4 separate regions of the Mus musculus genome follow, and regions 1, 2 and 3 are each linked to region 4. A link is a contact called in public promoter capture Hi-C data. All regions are on one chromosome and are shown on one strand. Each heading gives the region's core, a stretch centred on a gene start, on an enhancer-like site or on the middle of the called end of the contact. The rest is flanking DNA. Distances are from core to core; before and after follow the strand shown. Region 1 holds the start of Zbtb49 (zinc finger and BTB domain containing 49). Region 2 holds the start of 1600023N17Rik (RIKEN cDNA 1600023N17 gene). Region 3 holds the start of Lap3 (leucine aminopeptidase 3). Region 4 holds the start of Rab28 (RAB28, member RAS oncogene family).

What was found. Promoter capture Hi-C pulls out the DNA fragments that hold promoters and counts their contacts.
Region 1: a contact with region 4 is called in a promoter capture Hi-C map of pre-B cells. The contact joins the promoter of Zbtb49 here to the promoter of Rab28 in region 4. A contact is called at or near these places in 1 of 39 promoter capture datasets (pre-B cells) and 1 of 484 Hi-C or Micro-C datasets (CD8 T cells).
Region 2: a contact with region 4 is called in a promoter capture Hi-C map of pre-B cells. The contact joins the promoter of 1600023N17Rik here to the promoter of Rab28 in region 4. A contact is called at or near these places in 1 of 39 promoter capture datasets (pre-B cells) and 2 of 484 Hi-C or Micro-C datasets (CD4 T cells and uterus).
Region 3: a promoter capture Hi-C map of pre-B cells shows a contact between it and region 4. The contact joins the promoter of Lap3 here to the promoter of Rab28 in region 4. A contact is called at or near these places in 1 of 39 promoter capture datasets (pre-B cells) and 1 of 484 Hi-C or Micro-C datasets (CD4 T cells).

The regions. Positions count from the first base shown.
Region 1 is chr5:38,219,035-38,222,172 of GRCm38.p6, reverse strand. Zbtb49 (zinc finger and BTB domain containing 49) reads left to right here and starts at 1,719. Exons shown (of 8, transcript NM_029162.3): 1 at 1,719-1,850. It overlaps Lyar (Ly1 antibody reactive clone), which reads right to left and starts at 1,691. Exons shown (of 9, transcript NM_025281.3): 1 at 1,538-1,691.
Region 2 is chr5:45,668,063-45,670,978 of GRCm38.p6, reverse strand. It overlaps 1600023N17Rik (RIKEN cDNA 1600023N17 gene), which reads left to right and starts at 1,271. Exons shown (of 1, transcript NR_073433.1): 1 at 1,271-2,278. Ncapg (non-SMC condensin I complex, subunit G) reads right to left here and starts at 1,054. Exons shown (of 21, transcript NM_019438.1): 1 at 846-1,054. The coding sequence starts at 956.
Region 3 is chr5:45,492,000-45,495,166 of GRCm38.p6, reverse strand. Lap3 (leucine aminopeptidase 3) reads right to left here and starts at 1,793. Exons shown (of 13, transcript NM_024434.6): 1 at 1,606-1,793; 2 at 1. The coding sequence starts at 1,707.
Region 4 is chr5:41,706,550-41,709,782 of GRCm38.p6, reverse strand. Rab28 (RAB28, member RAS oncogene family) reads left to right here and starts at 1,604. Exons shown (of 7, transcript NM_027295.3): 1 at 1,604-1,878. The coding sequence starts at 1,804.

The sequences.
Region 1 (3,138 bases), core at 470-2,969, 3.5 Mb after region 4:
GGGCACTCCGTCTGCTGGAGGCCCACATAAGGACACTGGAAGAAGGAAGACTCACTCTTCTTCTCCTGCTTGCACTTACTTGCCAGCACATCTCTTGGAACCTACTTCTTCAGGATTCCAGCATATACAGAAGACCACCTAAAACACCCAGCCTTGTGGGACCGAGAAACTTCTAGATTCTTGGGCTTCCCATTCATAGCTAACATTGTTAGGTTAGTTGGATTATAGACTATAAAAGTCATTACAATAAATTCCCCTAATATGTAGATATCCCACAAGTTCTGTGATTCTAGAGAACCCCGACTAATATAGATCTCTTAGATTCTGGGTGCTGAGAACTGAACTCAGGTCCCCTGGAAGAACAGCAAATACTCTTAATCCCTGAGCCATGCCTCCAGCCCCCTACCTTGTCTCTCTCTCTCTCTCTCTCTCTCTCTCTCTCTCTCACTGGGAGTTTATTAAGCGAGCTGGATAGAGAGCCACAGGGTTCTGTCACCACATCTTGCTTTTTAACCTGGGTTCTGGGCATGGAAATTCATGTCCTCATGCTTGTGTGTCAAGCACTTTACAGACTGGACTATCACTTGTTTAACTCATGTACACACAGAGACAATATTTGCCCTAAAACCAGGCCATCTTAAAGGCCAGGCAGGCAACTGCTCCCTTTAAACTTCAATTTCTCCCCATCTCTGAAATAGGGAGTCGGCCCACTATAACTAGGCACAAGCTCCTTCCAGAATTCCTAGAAATCACAGGTACACTAAAAGATAAAAAAACAGCACATATCTCCACCCTCTTGGGACCCCAGGGGAAGACTATGAGTGGGCCACATGTTTCCACTGAAGCTCAAAGAATCCAAGCCATGCCCCTGCTTCGGTAGAGGCAGTTCAAGTCTCCTCACCACAGCTTCATATGAATAACTTGCAGGTGTTAGGCACTACGGTAGACACTAAACTCTTGACACAATTTGAGCAGGCTTCATATCCCTGGGCTTCGCTGGGCAGAAGCTAGGCTTTCGGGCACATAGACCCCTATCATCTCTCTTACCTCTATCTCCTAGGAGGTAGCTGCTGCAGGAAAAATCCTGACACATGCTGAGCAACCACTATACGCCAAGCCTTTTACCCCTGTAAACTTCACACACACCCTAAATTAGATTCTCTGGTATCCCTTTTGGACAGACGTGGAGCTGGGCACCACTAGGTTAAGTAGCTTGTATCTAGATCGATATTTGGGGGTTCGCGGGCACTTAGGTCTTTGGTCCTCTGAGCTCCAGGAGCCATAAGGTCCTTCCTCCGGACCTAGTTCTCGAGCCTCAGAGAAAAGCCCTCTCCCCATCAGCCAGCAGGTCTATAAGCCCTGTGCGCTGAGGACTAACCGTACCATCTGGCCGGCCCCGAGTGCCGGACTAAAAACCGGGATGCAATATCTCCAGGAACTCAAAAGGCTAGGTTTTGCCCGCGAGCGAGTCCTCAAGGAAGGCAGCCATGCCACCATCGCCCTTCCTCCATGTCCCGGGGCTCCAAGCAGTTCTCACCTGTCAGCCGACCCCGCCAACGGTCTCAACCGGCCGCCGGGAGCACGTGGAGCGGCAGCCACCCAGCGTAGCACCGCCACCGGCTCGCCCAGCCACCCCGCGCAGAACTCAATCCCGGCGGCGCGCGCCAACGCGCGTGCGCGCAGAGGCCACGCCCCTCCCAGACGGAAGTGACGGCGGCGGAAGTTGCCGATGAGCTGCCGAGGGGGCGTTGTCGGAATGGTTCCGAGGCGGTTGGAGTCCTGCAGTTGACACCGAGAGTGCGACGAGAAAGGGTGTCAGGGAGGCGGCCGGGCGAGAGCGGCCTCCGCGGGTAAGGCGGCCCGGGACACTCGACTCCCGTGGGTTGGCGCGGGTAGGGTGCGCGCGGCTTACTCGCAGCGCTGTGTGATGGGGCTCGGCGGAGCACAAAGCTAAGCTCCGGGCACCGGAGCCGGGCCTCCTCCTTCCTGCAGTCACCCTTGCTGCGGTCTGCGCCGCTCTTGGTGTCTGCGTCGCCCCGAGATAGGAGAGGCGCTTATTTCCCCGGGCCCCTAAGCCGCCCCCTGCCTCACTCACCGCGTGATCCTAGGTGCCATGGTGTTCCATCTGTAGGATGCTATTACTGCAGCGCCTACTCCTCGGGACCACGGCAGGTGCTGGGCGCGCCTCTGTGGGAAAGACAGCATCTGGTATACGTTAGTGGGCACTGTTGCTTAAATGACTGAATGAACGTCCAGCAGGCTATGAACAGTATTGTGAGAAACCTCAACCCAGGCGTGGGCGTTTGTTGGTGACAGAGACGTCTCCTGTTTGCTGTGGCTCCTAAAGCAAGGGACAACAGATGAGGTGGTTCAGATGAGAGAGCTTTAGTTTCTCACACTTCTAGAGGACGGCGGGCCATGAATGTGGTGTCATCGGGTTTGCTTGCTTTAGAGGACTGTCCTGGCTTACTGGTGGTCACTCTTGCTGTATCCCCACACAGTCTTCCCTCTGTGCCATCGCAGCTCAGGCATTTCTGCCACAGAACCCATCCGAAGAGGCTCTTTTTAATTTTTAAAATACAGTTGCCTTCTTAAGGGTGTAATTGCTACAGGTATTCAAATTCTGAGGTTCTGGAGAACGCAACGGAATGCATAAAGAGCCCATTAGGTGGTATGCCCTTGTAACACCAGCACTGGGGAGGTGGCGATAGGTGGATTCCTGAAATCAGTGAGCCTCACACCTCAGTAAGAGACCCTTTCTCAAAAAAAAACAAGGTGGACGACTCCTGAGGAACAATGCCTGAGGCTGGCTTCTGGCCTCCACACATATGCACCCTTGTCTACACAAAACATGCACATATATCTGCACATACATTCAGAAAAAGGCATAAAGATAGGCACAGTAGTTAACAACGCCTAAGGACCCCTGTAAAGCTTGATATAAACAGCTTCAGGGCAAACCTCCCACAAATCATCCACCAGTGTTAACTGCCTGACAGAATTACCCCACCAAACTCTGCCGTGGGAGCCTTTTGGTTAAAATTCTGGTGTGGGCTCCTCTTCCCTTCATTTACCTCATCCAAGCTTTTCCCCACCCCCCACTTCTCCTTGCCTTTCTCACCATGGTATTTGCATTGT
Region 2 (2,916 bases), core at 22-2,521, 4.0 Mb before region 4:
AAATTCTTTATTCCCAACACTGCCATAATACTGCTGAAAGTGTTACCCTTAGGTTAAACTCTAAGGTTTCTTAATAAACTATCAATTATCCAAATCAAGGAAGGGAAAATATATCCGCACAAACTTCTCTTCAGTATATAATTTGTACCTCTGAGAAAACACAAAGCATAAATCTGAACAGTGCAAAATTATCTCATTTTTCTCTCAACGCCTTTGGATTATCGGTATTTTTCTTACCGGATTAATGCAAAACAAGCTTCGCCATAAATGACTCAAAATCAACAGCTTTGTGTTTATTTTACTTAGGCCTTCCTAGCATCCGTCAATTTCCTTCTGTCATAACTTACACATTTTGCTCCCTACCCTTGATCACTTTTATATGTCCTTAACTTTCCGTGAACTCCAAAACAATGTATCTTCCTCACATTCGCTGTCCAGTAATTCCCCGCCGCTACACTCGACACACAATTGCCATGTACGGGAAAGACTGGGTGCTTATGGTTTCCCTAGCTGGTGAAATGAAGGTGGTTTTAAAGCTTAGGAGTTGGTTGAAACAACTTCATCGATTGCCTGAGATGAACCAGAGACCTCCAAGGAAATAAAGGCGTCTGAGATTCCCTGCGCAGATCAACAAGTCACTGAGGAACTGAGGATAACGGATAACTCCCCGCATCCCCTGGCGGGATGAGGATGGAGAAGACGGGTGACTGCGTGTGGCCGACGCCGGGCGTTCTGCTCACTGGCTGTGGCCGGGAGACCTCGGGCGAGCCTCGGATCCCATCCCTCCGTCGCGGGGCGCGCAAGGGCAGAAGGCGAAGCCCGGAAGCCGAAGCCAGGCCGCTTACCGCGCCGTACGTGCGGCTCAGCGCCACCACCAGCTTCGCCTGGTTCTGGTGCGGCTGCTGCGCCAGCTGAAACGCCTCCTTCACAGAAAGCCGCTTCTTCTGCGCTGCCATGGCGCCGGGACGGGAACTGCCCGAGAGAGACTGTGGTTCGCGATCCGAGGAGGACTCAGTTTCCCGCGGCTTCCGACACCCTAGCCCTGCAAGGCTCCGAGTGACGGGTTAGCGCCAGAGTTTTCAAACAACTATCGCGGGAGGATGAGATCTCGCGAGACTTCCGCCGGAGGGAGGGTCGGAGAGCGGAGACCTGAGGGTCCCGGAGCTGACTCCACCCTCCGCTCCGCCCCGCTGCTGGGACGCCTGGGGTGTGGCCTGCCGCTCTCCCAATAGGAAAAGGTGTTTGTATGGGAGGCATGGGCGGGGCCGGAAGTAGTGCTGTGGAGGAGCGCGCCTGAAGTGGGCGTTCAGCTTTCTGAATTAAACTGGTGGCCTTCGGTGCCTTGCGGGATCTTGTGGTTGGGAGTGAAGGGAGAAAGCGGAGGACTGCCGCAGCGACTGGCTGAGAACGGGTAAATCCCGAGCGAAGGAGTCGTTTGGGAGATGTCGTACGGAGCCCGCCCGGGGCTTGGGGATGTCAAACTTTCCGAGGGCGTCCTGGACGAGGGCCTCCGCAGTCCTTCGGACCCCGTGGGTCCGGGCGGGAACTGCCCGTCCGCGATGAGACAGTCTGGGGGACTGGGAAGAGAAAGGCAGGGTCAGTTTAGGCTGCAGCCGCTTGGAGATGCTCCAGCGTGACGGATGTGCTTGACAAATCTGCCTAACAACTCTGCTAAGCAGAGGAGAACGCAGACAGTATAAAAGGAATTTGGGGGTCTTGACTAAGATCGCGTGCTGGATATATAAAATTATTTCTAAATGCCTCACCTGGGACATAGGACATACCACTCCAAAACCGGGAAACTTACTTGGTGTGTTGCTTGATGACTTGGGAAACATAAATGCAGCCACCTATTCCGTCTGTACTGGAAATCTACATTGGTGACACGTATCAGGAAGAGGGCTGCCTCCAGACTATGTTGTTCTGTAGGTACTCTGGGAATCCCTAGAGGACCTGGGGAGATAATGATTCATGGGTAAAGTGCTTGCTGAACACACATGAGGATCTGAAGTCACATGTGATATTTCACATACAAACACCAGATGTTAACATTTGTATGTAGTCCTAGCACTTGAGGGTGCTGAGAGCCAGACAGTGGATCTTAGGCTCATTGATCTGCCAAAGTAGCAAGCTTCAGGGTGGCTGAGAGCCTTTCTCAAACAGTAAGGTCTAAAGTAATCAGTGAAAACACTCAATGTCTGTCTCTGACCTAAACATGCATGTACCACACATACAAGATAAATAAAACTTTAAATAAATGATAATAAGATGAGAACCAATATGTGTGTGTGTGTCATTTGTTTTTTATGTAAACAGACAAACTAAAACTTAGAACATATTAATATTTTGTGACAATCTGTGACCTTTCATTTTAGGTGCTTGCTGCCTTTATTGTTTTGTTGATTAAAAAAAAAATGTCTCATGAGTATTTTATCTAGTTATTTCAGTATCAGTGAAATATAAGGAATCTGACCACCAGAGGTCAGTATGACTATGTTTTGATTAGAGTTGTGGATTTTAGTAACGAATGTTGTATGGATTTGGTATGCTTTGGACATCGTAATCGTGGAACTTTTCCAATATGCTACATTAAATTCATACAGCATAATCTCATTGTAAAGCTTACATAGTTCTTGACTCTTACTTTTATTCTGTGAGAAAGAACAAATACATATAGGAATAAATTTGTGTCTTTGATAAGCTTAAGAAAATAACAAAAACTAAACAATGTACACCATAAGGTTCTTGGATTCCAAATTTTAGATAAGTAATTCTTGAAAACAACTATACGGGAAAATGTTTAGACTAGATGTGCTTAATTTGTTTTGTATATACATGAAATATAAAAGAAAATAGCAATATAATTAGTGTATGTAAAGTTTGTATGTCTTATACCTCTTGTTGATTTTTTTAACA
Region 3 (3,167 bases), core at 544-3,043, 3.8 Mb before region 4:
CCTGAAAAAAAAAAAAAATCAAGAAAGATAAATACAATCAGAGTAGATCCCCCAGAAAGCATTGGCTGTCCAGATGCAGAAGGGGCAAGCAATCCCATTAAAACTGTCTTTTTCCGCAGAGGCCAAGAGCAGAGCAGCAGCCTCCACCGCAGCAGCTAAAATCCCTACCAGGGCAAGACTGGAACTGGGTTATGTGAGACATCTTGGGCCAACCCTAAACCTGAAAATCACTTGTTTCAGATCTACTGTCTCAGGGTTCGGTCGTTTAAAATACTTGTGTTTTGACTCTGTCCACTCAAGGGTTAGCTGCAGGACTTCCTACAGACATTCAGAAGTGAGTGAACACTCAGTTTTTGGAGTGCTTCAAATTTCAGATCAGGGATGTCCACATTGTTTAGTACCCTGTCAATCAGGGAAAGTGTGTGACTTTGCAGAGAGGGCAGAAGAAGCAGGGCCTTCTGCCAAGCACTTAATGGTGTGGCTCCACATTTCTGTCACACGCTCCCCGCCCCAAACACCTGAAATAAGGATGTAAAACCACTGCTCATCATTTGACTTCACAAGGCAATTTACGACTTTTAAAATACTGCCTCCCTTACGGCCACTTCAAGGAGTACTTTTCTCTCATTTGCCAGATAAGGAAACCTAGTCCCTGACACTGGAGCTCCTGCGTAGTTAAACTTTGACAGTGCACATGCCTTCTTTCTGGTCAGGGCCCTTTCCAAAAAACACCCCAGGTACTCCGGACCCATCTTTCCACTGAAGAAAACAGGCGTCCTTAGCAATGGTAAGTGCTAGGTTCTAACTTTCCCAAGATTGTTCATTCTGGGGTTCCATGAGACCAACCTGGGACAATCCAATGTTACCGGCCAGGGCTGGAAAGGTGTCTGCCTAACTCCTCTGCTATCTGTGATAACTGCAGGCGACCTGAGTTCAAAGCTCCATCTGGAACATTCCTCCCTCACCAGGTCCTGGAAGTATGACCTGGAAGTACTCCAATGAGCCCTTCCAGACTTTTCCCATCTGAGGGTCCTTCATAATTTCTCAGACTATGGAGAAGACCCTCTTCCAATTTCAAGATGACCTCTCTCAATAAAACCCTTTCCCCTAAAAGGACAGAAACCCAATCCAGCAGTTTCCTCCCCCAGGGCCTTCCACTTCACTTCAGCGGGGGGAGGGGTCCAGGCCCTGTGACTGGCTACTCTGGAAGCGTAGCAGGCTTTGGGACAATCCTACCGTCGTCCTTTCTAGGGTCTCTGTGAGAACTAAAAGAATTGGCGAACTAGGCGCGTGTAATTTTTCAGAGCTCAGTTAGAGGAGTCAGTAAACACTGGTTAGGTGGAGTGAGCGGTTCTGCTCAGCCTTCAGAACCCAGCACTGTCCAGTTAGGAAGAAAGGACGCGCCCTCGGCAAACAGCATCGGCCGCCCTCGTCGCAAGCCGGGCCCAGGCTGGTGTCCTGCAAACCCAGGGAACTTTTCTGTTCAGCTCATTTCTGCAACTTGATGCGTCCGTCCGACACATCGCGGCCTGGATACGCCGGGTCACCCTGCTGCCCGCCGCCAGGGCTCGCGCGGCCGCCCGAGAGCGAGCCGCCTCCACTCACCTTCGTCATGTCTGCGGTGGACAGACCCCGATCCCAGAGACCTCTCACTCCCAGGCGGCGGAGCGCGACTCGCGCGGCAGCCGGAAGGGGCAGCAAGTACATCTTCTCGGCTCGGCCCTCGGCGCCGCCCTCCAGAGAAGGAGCACGTGGCGCGTGGCAGGGCGCGCGCCTGGAGGCGGGACCTCCGGGGTCGCCGGACGCGCGCTTGGAAAGCCGGACCTGTGCGGGGCCTTGGGGGCGGGGCCGTCGGCAACTGGGCGGAGACCCGCTACTGAGCCTTAGGGAAGGGCGGCAGGCCCTTGGGGGCGGGGCTTCTGTTCTTGCGGGCCGGCGTCGTGGGCGTGGTTTCTGCGGGCTCAGGGGCGTGTCGGCTTGCTCGTGCTCGCGTGGGAAGCCTGAGAATTTGGTTTAAGGCAGTTTAACAGAAGTATGTCAATTTTATTTAACAAGTTTGTGTATACATGGAAGCCCTTACAGGAAAATGAGGATCCTGAAAGTGATCAGGTCCAAGTGCTTATATTGAATAGTAAATAGTTATGAAAAAGTAACTAAGCATAAAGGAAAACAAAAAGAATGTAATAATTAGCTAAATAAGGTTCATTTGGGCAGATTTCTAGCTTCCTTAACGCCTCACCTCGGGTAAAAGTATTTGGGGTAGCAGTAGTTTACATGGTGGTTTGACGTTCTGCTTTGGGGTTTGGGAGACCCAAAGATGGCTCTTCTTGCATTTAGTTCTATTCAAGTGCCTTTTAGGTGCAAAATATTGATGCTCAAGTGGCATACTTTAATGTAGCATATCTGCCATCCTTCATTATCCAATAAGGGCAAGAAGTACAGTGATTACAAAAACTGTTTTGAAGAGTGTCTTATGTAGACATCCGGATATGGGCCATGATTGTCCCCATTAGTAGCCCACCCTCACTACTGACAAGGCTCATATTTTAAAGCTTTGGTCAGCAGCTCTTGGTCAGCAGCTCGTGGTGCTGCAGGGAGGAGGTGGAACACGTAGAACATGGGACCTAGTAGAAAGAAGTTGGGAGGTTTCAAGGAAAATGCTGTGATCCCAGGACCCGGCTGCCTGTCTCTGATTCACCACAGATGAAGAGGCATCCCATCGTATGTGTTCAGCATAATTGCTATGCTGGCCCTAAACCCGTGCACTGAATGACCACGGGAACCTCTGGAGCTAGGAACTAAAGTCTTTCCTCTTTTTAATTTGACAGCTTCAGAAAGTTTTGTCCTGGTGATAAAAAGGTTACTAACGTAATAAGATCAAGTTCCTTCTGCCTTTTTTATTTTGTTTAAGGACATTTCTTCCACAAGAAATGCCTCCAGACCATCCCACTGTGGGTTTTATGTCTCCTACTCCCAAAGCAACCTGTCTCAAATTGCTAATCACCTGTATCCTGCTCGTGTGTGTGTGTGTGTGTGTGTGTGTGTGTGTGTGTATGTGTGTGTGTGTAGGACGTGGCTTTCACTTCTGTGTATTCATGCCAAAATCTAGCATCTAGTCCATATCTAGGGCCTATGCAAACAAGGTGCTCATAAATATTTGAATGAAA
Region 4 (3,233 bases), core at 355-2,854:
GCCAACTCAGATTCCATTTCTTCCTTATAAGGATATATGTGAATGAATTGAAGTCTTACTAGATAGTCTTCTTGTTACTAGATCTGTAATCACATCTGGAAATTACATCTTTTACACAGGCTACTATTCGCTAAGGAGACCTTGATATCTTTACGTGATGTAGTCTACTACTACACCCTTCAGACTAAGTCCCATAGGTTTGTTCTCTTCTATGTCCTCAATGCTCAGAAGTGTTGTGAAGAAAGCAACGATCACTGATACTTGAAAGATTAAGCATTGTTGAGTCACCTTAAACATCTTTAGTGTGGGGAGATTTGGTTTGATCTGAGAAGTCATACATGGTAGAGCAATGGTATTAGGATGTAGTTAGTTGGAATTTGCAGTGAGAAACTATGAGAGATTATTCTAAGGACTAGATGTTACCCATCTATAGTTTAGGTGTTTCATGAATGAACACACTCCTTGAATGTGCAGGTATTAAAATAGTTTGTAATAATCCCGAAAAGCTATGTTAAAACCAGTGTTGTATTTGCAAAGATCCCTGATTTCATAAAATGCCTGGGATTCTTCTCACAACTTTTTGTTTACTCTTTGCAGGGGTCTACTACCTGGTCCTGTTATGAATGCTGTACCTGAGAATCCAATGACATTTTTGTATTTTGTGTTTTACTTCTATTTTCCTTTAGATTGTTTCTTGGAAATGTTCAAGTCTTATACACAAGATCTTTCCCCTTTTTACTTTACAAACAATGGCTTTAAATATTTAAACTCTCATTTAAATGCTCTTAGCTTGTCACAGATATTTAAAATACTGTTGTTACACACAACTGGTTTCATTTTATATAGCAGCATCATTCTCTGGAACTTCATACACAACAATTTTCCTCCAGCAAACTACACTTGTGAGATCCTGAAGGTAACACAGGCAAAGGAGGCCCTGATCCTACTATGGAAGGTTGTTTTAACGACACGGGAACCCCAGGGCTCCAGGGCCACTCTGAGGCTTGCAGAGGTAAAGACTATGATGGTTCACTCAGTTCTGTCTTACTAATGAAATTAGAGTCTGGGTCTTTAGAACGCGAAGAGTTAAAGAGGGTAAAAGGAGCCAGCACTAGAGCCCCAGGTCACTCTAAATGTCTCCCCCTCAGCTGTGGCCTTAGCAGTTTCCAGCAGCTCCACTAGCATACCAACCTCCTGGTGGGTGCTCACCTTCACCGACAGGAAGGATCCTGTGCACGCGCAGCCCGAAGCGTCCCCGGCTGCCCAGAAACAGACCCCGCCCCCGCGCCTCTTTCAGGCTCCAGGCTTCCATGGCAACAAAACCTCACCATGTCCCCGCCCCCTTGGACTAAATCAATCATGTGAGTTATGTTCTCAGACCTCATGAAAACAAGAAAGAAGGACAGGGCACCCGAGAGCTACTCTTCTCTAATGTGGTTTCACTTCACTGTAAAAAAAAAAAAACTTGCTTTTGTCTCCTAGCCAATGTTCCCCACGAGCAAACCGGGACGCCCGGTCTGCGTCTACGTACTCCCCCATTGCAGTGTGATGGTTGGAGCGGGGACGGGACGTCTTTTGAGTGACGCTAGGGGCGGGGCTTTCCGGGGGGCGGAGCCCTGCTGGGGGAGGGGAGGAGGGCAAGATGGCGGCCGGTGAGTGATTCTCCCTGGCTTCCTTCAGGGCGGAGGAGACGCCGGGGCGGGGGACCCGCTCGTGCAGCCCGCCGGCCTCCTCACCCCCGCCCCCGGAGGCCTCCTCTTTCCCGTCCTCCACCTCGGGGGCAGGCCAGCATCCTCGGACACCATGTCAGACTCTGAGGAGGAGAGCCAGGACCGGCAACTGAAAATCGTCGTGCTGGGGGACGGCACCTCGGGGAAGGTCAGTCCTCCAGCGGACCCGGCTCCCTGGGTTGCAGAAAGCGTGGTCCGGGTCGGGCGTGTCGGGCCCTCGGGGAGCGGAGCGCTGTCCAGCACTGCGTCCTCCCCAGCCTTGGCCTGGCTCGCCTCAGGCCGCGGCCTTGCTCGCGCCTGCGCCCTGTGCGCGTGCCCGCCGCCCGCCCGCCAGCCGGCCCGCGGGACCAGGCCAGCTCCTGGGGTGGGGGCCACCACCCGGACCCACACGAATGGCGACGATGCACTCTGGCCGAGGGCCCTCCCCACACGCTAGCTGCCTCTTGAGTGTCCTCTCTCACTTTAGTTCCATTCTTAGCACCCGTCCGTGCAAGGGTTCATTCAATAGGTATTTCTTGAGCTCCCGTGCTGGGCAGGAGGATGTCGGGGGACACAGGGACTTTAAAGCCTAGCCTTCTGCGACCGTTGGTTGCTGGGATGAATGGGCGCGTGCAGGAGAGGACCCGCAGGCAGTTAGTCCCCTGCCTCCTAGGTCCAAGTTCTCGACCCGAAGTTGTGAACTGACATGGGATAAACATTGCCTCGGTGCCTGGTACTTGCTCTAGGGAGAGGGTCCCTAGCGTCTCCGAGCGACTGCGGGTTAACCTTCCCACTAAAGCCATGCCGGCTTCTCCGGGCGCCCTCACACCTGTCGCAGCACTCCTGGGGAAGGTAGCTTAAGTTCCTCTTCCTCTGCCCCTGCCAGCGTCCCGTCTTCTCCCGCCTCTGGGACTGCGCTGGAGTTGGACCTGGTTTCTGTGGTGACAGCTTTTGCATCATTCCCGGAAGGAAGCTTTGCACACGCTTTCGTGCTTTGGTTCTGAAATTTGGGCTCCAAGGGCCGCTACACACGGTTTCATTCTAATTGCAAAAATTGGAGTCTTCTGTTATTCCATTCCTTGGGTTCCCAGGATACTTGCCCGTAGAGCACTGTCCCGAAGAAAACAGTCTAATGTGATGCTATTTTTTTTTTTTTTTGAGCAAAGAACAGAGCTTGGCTGCTTCTGTTTAGGAAGTGCACTTAAACGTTTCGAAGAAGCAAATTGTTGTACATCAGCATTATTTCTAAACTTTAATTCAACAAAAGCTAGAATATTTTTATAGGTTTCATTACTTAGATTTTCTTTTTAGCCACACATTGTGTTTTTGTTTCATATATTCATTTGCATTCAGTGAACAACTGAACTTGCTTTCCATTTAAAACCATGACACTTCAATACTATTATCTAAAAGACCTCCAGATTGCCTATTAAGTCTAGTATTATTTTTATATTTAAAATTTAAATATATCTCATCAAGTATTTAAAATATTTGACATATTTTCTTAAGTTTTACTCATCTGTC